2 separate regions of the Mus musculus genome follow, and region 1 is linked to region 2. A link is a contact called in public HiChIP or PLAC-seq data. All regions are on one chromosome and are shown on one strand. Each heading gives the region's core, a stretch centred on a gene start, on an enhancer-like site or on the middle of the called end of the contact. The rest is flanking DNA. Distances are from core to core; before and after follow the strand shown.

What was found. HiChIP or PLAC-seq counts read pairs in DNA pulled down with a chosen protein or histone mark.
Region 1: a contact with region 2 is called in an H3K4me3 HiChIP or PLAC-seq map of embryonic midbrain, with 5 times the contacts expected there. The contact joins two enhancer-like sites. A contact is called at or near these places in 4 of 39 promoter capture datasets (the 3T3-L1 cell line, embryonic stem cells and hippocampal neurons), 4 of 484 Hi-C or Micro-C datasets (the N1E-115 cell line and embryonic stem cells), 11 of 115 datasets of contacts at active chromatin or transcription factors (the NIH/3T3 cell line, acute myeloid leukemia, craniofacial prominence and 8 more) and 1 of 9 other capture datasets (embryonic stem cells).

Annotation. Positions count from the first base shown.
Region 1 is chr6:115,529,539-115,533,740 of GRCm38.p6, forward strand. It overlaps Gm36355 (a long non-coding RNA gene), which reads right to left. Exons shown (of 7, transcript XR_869382.3): 6 at 1,832-1,967. Among named protein-coding and RNA genes, the nearest start is that of Gm36301, 12 kb to the left of the region's middle. Within about 2 kb of position 2,778, at least 4 of the 459 cell types and tissues checked have an H3K27ac peak or open chromatin away from gene starts, as enhancers often do.
Region 2 is chr6:114,961,875-114,965,999 of GRCm38.p6, forward strand. It overlaps a transcript of Vgll4 not described here. Among named protein-coding and RNA genes, the nearest start is that of Gm38876, 18 kb to the left of the region's middle. Within about 2 kb of position 1,962, at least 56 of the 459 cell types and tissues checked have an H3K27ac peak or open chromatin away from gene starts, as enhancers often do.

The DNA of each region.
Region 1 (4,202 bases), core at 1,528-4,027, 570 kb after region 2:
TATCCCTAGTACTGCATAAACCAATGATGGGACACATGCCTGTAATCCCAGCCCTTGGGAAGAAAAAACAGGAAAGTCAGAAGTTCAAGGTCATCCGAACTTTCTCAGAGCGTGGCTATATGAGTCTCAGAAAGAGGAGAGGGAGCATGGGAAAGAAGCTAGAAAACAATAAACAGCCATTTTATGTCAATTTAAAAATTAAATATTGCAGGTACCTGGAAAGGTACAGCAGTAAAGAGCACTGACTGCTCTTGCAGAGGACCCAGGTTCAATTCTCAGCACCCACGTAGCGGCTCACAACCTCCTGTAACCCCAGTTCTAGGGATCTGATGGCCTCTTCTGACTTCCATTAACAACAGGCACACATATGCTGGAGAGACACACATGTGGGTCAAAATACCCATACACACCTTTTATTAATTAAATCAAACAACATTTTTCAAAACGAACCAGTGCCCAGCAAGATGGTGTGTGACTGCAGTATTACAAGCTGTGTACCCACCCTCTGTGCCCCCAGCTCTTGGGCCAGCTGTGCGTGGCCCGACATCCTGTCTTTTTTTGTCACCTTATCCTGAATTTGTCAGTTTTCTGTTTTCTGGTTTTCTGACCAGACTAAACAGCTAAAACACATGGGGTGCTTTTTAAATGCTATGATTAGGTCCCAGCCCACTAGATTAGCCTCTGTAAGCTGAGTTCAGGATGAAGAGGATGGCTGCAGGCAGTTCCTGGGTACCATCCAAGCCTGGGAACCAACAGAAGCTGGTAATGGCCGAGGGAGGGGCTGACTTCCCCTGAACATTCTCCCCATCTCCTTCCCTTCTACTTTCTACCACACCCAGGAAGTGGCCTCTGCCCTCCCTACTATGTGGCCCCATCTCCTGCTTGTGTCTTGTAAGCTTTTGCACACAGTAGGTGCTCAGTAAATGTTTGGGAACCAATCCAGGAAGTGGCTCTTCTAGCTGTTCTGTGTATGCACAGAAGTGTGTGTTTGTGTGTACGTGTGTGTGCATGTGTGTATGTATATTCTTGTGTGTGTGTGGGGGGGGTTAGGAACATGTATGCCACAGTGTGCATGTAGTATGTGTGTATGTGTGTGTGTTCATGTGTATGTTCTTGTGGTGGTTACATGTATGCTGCAATGTACGTATAGAGTGTGTGTGTGTGTGTGTGTGTGTGTAGACACATGTGTGCCACAGAGCACATGTAGTATGTGTATGTGTTTGTGTGTGTTCTGGTATTGGGGTATAGACACAGGTATGCCAGTGCACGTGTATGTATTCTTGTGTAGGGTTGTTGACACATGTGTGCCACAAATGCACATGTAGTGTGTCTGTCTGTCTGTCTATGTGCATATGTGTGTTCTTATGTGGGGTTGTAGGCACATTTGTGTCACAATGCACTTATAGAGGCCAAAGAACAAACTTCAGGTATTGATCCTCATTTTTTTTCACTTGGTTTACAACAGGGAGGGTCTCTTGGTTCTTGCATAAGCCAGGCTAGCTGGCCTTCCATCCATTCTCCTGTCGCTGCCTCCCATCTCTTAGTAGTGGATGCTGGGATTACAACCATCCAGGCTACCACTTTTCTGTGGATTCTGGAGTCTTGAGCTCAGGTCCTCAGCCTTGTGCACGTATGAGCCTTCTCCACGCCTCCTTCAGCTTTCTCTCTGGTAGGTGACAGTGTCTCAATTGATCAATTGATCGTAAAGAACTGCACAGAGAGGGACTGAGCCATAGCTAGGGGTCAGAACACCTGCCTGGCATGCAAGAGACCCTGAGTTCCATTCCCAGCACTGCAAATGTACGTAAGTAAATAAATCGGAAGAACTTACATTATGAGACCCAGTGTCCCAGGGCCACGCAGGCAACACGATCTCCACAGGCTGGCCATGGGTTTGCCCTTGCAATATGCTTTACTTCAAAAGTCTTGAGGCTGGTGATGGTGACACATTTCTTTAATCCCAACACCTGGGAGGCAGAGATGGGCAGATCTCTAAATTCAAGGCCAGCCTGGTCTACAAAGCAAATTCTAAAACAGCCAAGGCTACACAAACTCTGTCTTAAAAAAACAAAACAAAAAAGTTTTGGGTGTTTGTTTGTTTGTTTGTTTTTAAGGTTTAGGGCTGTAGAATGGCTTATGGGTTAAGAGCACACACTGCCCTTGCAGAGGACCTGCGTGTGGTCCCCAGCATCCAATCAGCTGGCTCACAGCTGCCTGTAACTCCAGGTCCAGGTGAATCAGACTCCCTCTTCTGACTCCACAACCAGACTGCACTCATGTGACATATCTACACACACACACACACACACACACCATATTTTTACTTATTTTTAATTTATTTCTAATTTTTATTTGCTTATTTTATCTATTTATTTATTTATTTATTTATTTATTTAAAATATTAAGCCAGGTGGTGGTGGTAATGCACACCTTTAATCTCAGAACTCAGGAGGCAGAGGCAGGCAGGTCTTGTGAGTTTGAGGCCAGCCTGGTCAAGAGAGCCAGGGCTATGCAGAGAAACCCTGTCTCAAAACAAATAACAAACAAGTCTTTTCTGACTGAGTAGGTGGTGACAATCTGGGTTTGGGTTTGAATCTATGTTTCCTTGAATCCTAGAGAGGAAGAATTTTATGTTACATATTAGTCATTTTCATGGCTTCTTCTGTGGACTATCTGTTCCCAATTTACTAATTTACAATGAGAAATGTCACTGCCAAAGGGACCGGATACATGTGTCCCGCTGCCAACACTTAAGTTCCCTGTAGGCACAGAAAGCCAAATCAAATCAGAGAGATGCTTGGTAAGCAAGAGGGGAGGGAGGGGCTGATGATGAGGCCTCGTGGCTAAAGGCACCCGAGACCTCCCTCTGGGATCCTTCCTGTCTCTCTCTATTGCTTTCCTGCATATCCAGTCTTTCTTCGGAGGCAGAGTTGAGAGTCAGAAATGTTACTGTAGGTGCATACCTATAACCCCAGTGGGAGGGGCAAACCCACTAGCCCAAGTCCCAGCTGTGTAACGACTTTGAAGCCAGTCTGAGCTATATGGGACTCTGGCTCAGAATAAGGAGGATAAATAAATACTACTGCATTCAGAGCAGGCCCCTGTCATCCTAGCTGCTGAAGAGGCTGAGGCAGGGAGATGGCTTGAGCCCAAGAGTTTGAGAGCACCCTGAACAACAGAGTCAGAGAAGGAGGGAGAGAAAAAGGGAGGGAAAGAAGGAGAGAGGGAAGGAGGGAGGAACCCATGGAGGGAGGGAGGGAGGGAGGGAGGGAGGGAGGGAGGGAGGGAGGGAGGGAAAATGATGACATTGCAGTCACTTGGGGCTCTCTCTGGCCTAGGGTTCCCCCCTTTTTTCCTTCTGGTTATGTTGTTGTTGTTGTTGTTGTTGTTGTTGTTGTTGTTGTTGTTGTTTAGAGACAGGGTCTCACTCTGTAGTCTGAGCTGGCCTGAAACTCATGTCAATCAACATCTCTTCCAGCCATGCATGTATGTTCGTGCTTCATGTGTGTACCTGGCACTCTCAAGAGCCAGAGGACAGCATTGGCTCTCCCCAGAACTGGAGTTAAAGATGGTTGTGAGCTGCTATGTAGGTGCTGGGAATCAAACCCAGATCCTCTGGAAGAGCAGCCAGTGCTCTTAACCACTGAGCCATCTCTCTGTCCCCTCTCAGGCTCCCCTCCCTGCCTCAGCTGCACACCCATTCCCAGGACATTTACAAAGCACAGCTGATACCTTCAGGGTGTCTGCCTTCCTGGTTGTTCACAAACATAAGCAGGGCTGGGGTCTGTGAAATGCCATGCCGTGTTGCTTGCACAGAGCACTTGTACACAGAGCCTGTGTGATTTTCTTTCCTTAGTCTTTAGACCACTCAGCTCTCTGACCTCTGGCAGGTTAAGACTCACTGTGACTGAATCCCTTGAGAGTGCAAAGAGGGTGGGAAAAATAAAAGGCTAACGAGTATAAAGTGCTGGGTTCAAATCCCAGCACCAGAGAGAGAGCAGGAATCAGAGAGGAGCTCTGGGAGGAGGGTGAGCGTAAGTGGAAAGATTGCTCAGGGAGCTGGGAGGAAACAGGATGTAAGGTGGGCAAGCCTGAGGCTCTCTTGCCTGCAGCTTGTAACAGCCTCTTCCGCTCAGCCTGGGCCCTCTGGCTTGTTTTCCACCCCAGACCTCCACAGTCCAAGCTGGACTGAGTCACACACA
Region 2 (4,125 bases), core at 712-3,211:
TTCACCAGGCCTCTTCATTTTCTATCCAATAGCAGCAGATTTAGACAGCACAGAAACCAAAAGGTGAATTCCCTCTCTGGGAGTGGCTTATACTCACGGTAGCTAATGAGGAAGATGAGATGAAGAGACGGCCAAACTGTCACCAAATTCTAGAGACCACAGACAACTGCGGCTCCCACAGTCCTCGAAACACACACTCTCCCTGTTCACAGCCATTCTCAGACCACCCCTCTCTATTCTTCTTGCTAAAAATATATGTCCTATTTGTGTCCCTTTTTCCTGTCTTCTCGTGATTTAACCTTTGTTAAATCAACACAGCCTAGTATCAGTAAACCAGTTTAATCACAGAAAGGCCAGTATGTGCTAGGCTTTGCTGCAGATATCTAAAGCCAATGGGATGGCCAGCCCCTCACCTTCTCTCCAGGCCCCCTGTCCCTGTGGTGGTTTGAACAAGAAATGTGCATACACAGCCCATGGACACTTGCTTCCTGACTGTAGCACTGGTCAGGGGAGATTCTGGAAGCCTCGGGAGGTCAAGCTTTGCCAGATCACTGAGAGGTGGGCTCCTAGGATCTGTGGCCTTCCCTTACTGTGTCCTCCCTGCTTCCTGTTTGTGGATAAAAACAAGATCATCGCCGGGCAGTGGTGGCACACGCCTTTAATCCCAGCACTTGGGAGGCAGAGGCAGGCAGATTTCTGAGCTTGAGGCCAGCCTGGTCTACAAAGTGAGTTCCAGAACAGCCAGGGCTACACAGAGAAACCCTGTCTCGAAAAACAAAACAAACAAACAAAAAAACAAACACACAAAAACAACAAAAAAAGATCACATGATCATCTGGCTTCCTGTTCCCCTATGTCTTCCTTGCAACAAGGTCTCTAGCCCTCTGAACCTGTAAGCCAAAATAAAGTTTTTCTTCCTCAAGTTGCTTCTAGCCATGATATGCTATCACAGCAACAGGAAAGTAAGACAGTCCCTTAAAAGCAATGATGCCCGGGCATGGTGGGACTCGCCTTTAATTTCAGACTTCAGGACACCAAAATGACTTCCCCTCTGTAACTTGGTACCCACAAGCCATTCTCTCCCATCCACCCCTTCCTCTTTTTACTATGTTTTGTTTTGTTTAAGATATGTGTGTGTTGTGTGTGGTGACCATTCAATACACACATATCAATACACAAGTCAGCACCAGGTGTCTTCTGCAATCACTCTCTACCCTACCTGTCGAAACCGGGTTTACCACTAGCCTGGACCTTGCTGATTTGGCTAAACTTGGCTAGCCAGATATCTTCCTGTCTCCATCTCCACAGTGGAATTACAGCCTATTAAAAATCACTCTTTCTGCAGGAGTGCCACTAAGGAACATCTACAGGGGAGCCTTTGACACCCCAGCTTTCCATCCCTGGGCATGTCCAAGCATGGCAACTGACCCACATAGCTATCCTTGGAAGCATCCGGGATGGCAGGGAATTGGTCAGCTTTGACTTAGACCTATCTCCTTATGTCTATACATCATCATGTCTGAAAATCCATCAGGGCAGATGCCTGGAATACAGGAATTATCCCCACATGGCCTATGAATTTAAAATATACACGCATATTTAAAGTCCTCATGAGGGTTCTCCCAGGTACTTATTAACCTCCATAATGAGCTGCACAGCACGAGCCAGTACTGTTGGCAATGGGCCCCATGGTCCTATAATGTGGTCCAGCTGCTCCAGGTATGTCCCCTTTCCTGCAAGAGCTCGAGGCCCCTCCCATGACACCTCTGCAGGAGATGAGTATCCTCTAGGTTGCTTCACCCTCCTACCCTTCTAGTTGGGTTCGTTGGGCTTCAGGGAGGAGTAGCAAGACGCTGCATCAATTCATCTCTACCCATAGTTGTCTCTGCCTCCCTCTGCCTAGCACAGAAGACCTCAGTGCACTTGGGCTGAACAAAGGGGCACTGTTCTGGGCCAGAATCCTAAAGGAATGTCCTGCTTAAGTACGTAGTGTTTCCTCATGCTACAGTGGCCCAAGGCTCCACTCTGCAGCATTCCTCAGCCCCACAGAAAGGGAGGGGATGCGACTTGTGTCTCATCTTCTCACTGATCTCAGATTGTAGACAGTGCTACCATGCAATGTCTAACCACCTCAGTCACTGCAATGCCATTAGCACGGAAAAAAAACAAAAAACAAAAAACAAAACCCTGCTTTTTCAAAGTGCTGAGCATAGAATCCAGGGCCTTAAGTACACTAGGAAACCGTTCCACCCTGAGCTACCGGCTCAGCCCTGACTACACAGCTCATTCTCAGCCTCCACAGTACAAATGCATAGCATAGACTGTGAGCCACCTGAACCATCGTGGCCATAGTGCAAAGCCAAACTCTCAGTACACTCCATGACCCTTGTGCAGTGCTACCTGCTGCCAACATACATTCTTTCTGCTGCCTGGAGTTCATTCATCTCCCTCAGGGAACCCAAGGAGAGTACACCATGTGACAGGCACACACTGACATACTGTGTCTAAAAGCTGAAGACTTCGTGAGCAGACTCCCAATTCTTGGCATTTTTCAACACTGTCGTCAGCCTACATGAAAGTGAACTGTATGACTCACAATCACCTGTAACTCCAGCTCCAGGGTATCCCACACCCTCTTCTGGCCTCAATTCTCAGCCTGTCAAAACCTAGATAAGTCTTCTAACTCAGGATCTACAACAGCATTAGGCCATACTGGCCACTGCTACTAGTAACTGTAGTTAGCTCTCTTAACCTACTACAATGAAGTTCTGTGAAGCCACCGTGAACTGGGGCTGGAGAGCAGAGTGGGCAGTTAACTCCATACTCTTAGAGGACCTGGCTTCAGTTCACAGCACCCACATGGCAGCTCACATGATCTATACGTCTAGTTCTGTGGGCTTTAGCACCCTTTTCTAGCCTCAATGGACTCTGCACACATGTGGGACACACACAGACAAGCACACATTTGCACATAAATAAAAACAAATAAAAAAATTTCAAACTCCATAAATATTCAATGGGGTTCCTTTCAGCCTCTAGACACATTTTGCCAACTGACTAATAGGCAGCCTTGTTTCAAAGTGTAGTTCTGCTTAAACACATCTTACTGGACATCTGCAGGCTCATTAACATGGAATTCACAGCTTTCAGCTCTACCACACATCCCAGAACCTCATCTTTCTCACAAGACACATTTTCCACACGGGAGGGACACCAGTCCCCCCTAGCTGAAGGACCTGATGCACGCTCACCATCACGCTCAGAGGCTGTTTGAAACAAGTTACCAGAAAAAGGAGGAAAGTGAAGAAATCATGGTACTCATACTAGCCCCTCCCCCAACACAGGCCAGAACGTGGCATGCTTACCCACAGTGCCAGCACTGGAACAAGACGGAGCATCACCCTGTTAAACCTCCTTTGGGAAGTGTGGAGAGGCTCAAACCTGCCTGACCTCCACCTACCCACAGTGCAGGCTCTGCCAGTCACAAACTGTGGTCGAGCGGGCAAATGTGTAAGTGTGGATGGTGGCAGTCGGCTATATCTCATTACCAGACACGAGGCATAAAAGACACACAAAGGAGATTCTGAAAGGTTTCCCTCCTTTGCCAAAGAACCATTAGACTGTATCCCACACAGGTTTCCGCCCCCTCCCTCTCGTGTCAACACTTTCTTACGTTCCTTGGCAATATCTGCCATCCGTTGCCCTAAGTCTCTTCTCATTGCTATTTGCTTGTCAGTTGGATAAACCCCTGCCAACCAGCTGGCACCACTCACCTGAACTCACCTAGTCATCTATCAAATTCCAACAAGCAGCCTGTATTAACCCTAAAGGTTCCCTCTTAGAGCCACGACCGACCCTCAGCTGACATGTCCCTTTGGAGGTGGCTGTTTCCTTGTTTGTTTTACTTTTAAAATAGGGTCTCCCTTACCCAGGTTGCCTAGAACTTGACCTGCAGCCCAGGGGACAGGCTTTTCTGCCTCAGCCTGACAAGTGCTGGGATCACAGGCGTGTGCTGCTACACCAAGTTTCAGAAAGTTACCCCCACTTTCCTCTTTCTCCAGGTTCTCCTATCTGTTAGTGCCTTATCTCAGGCACTAAACAAGACATTACCCATGTCCCTAATCC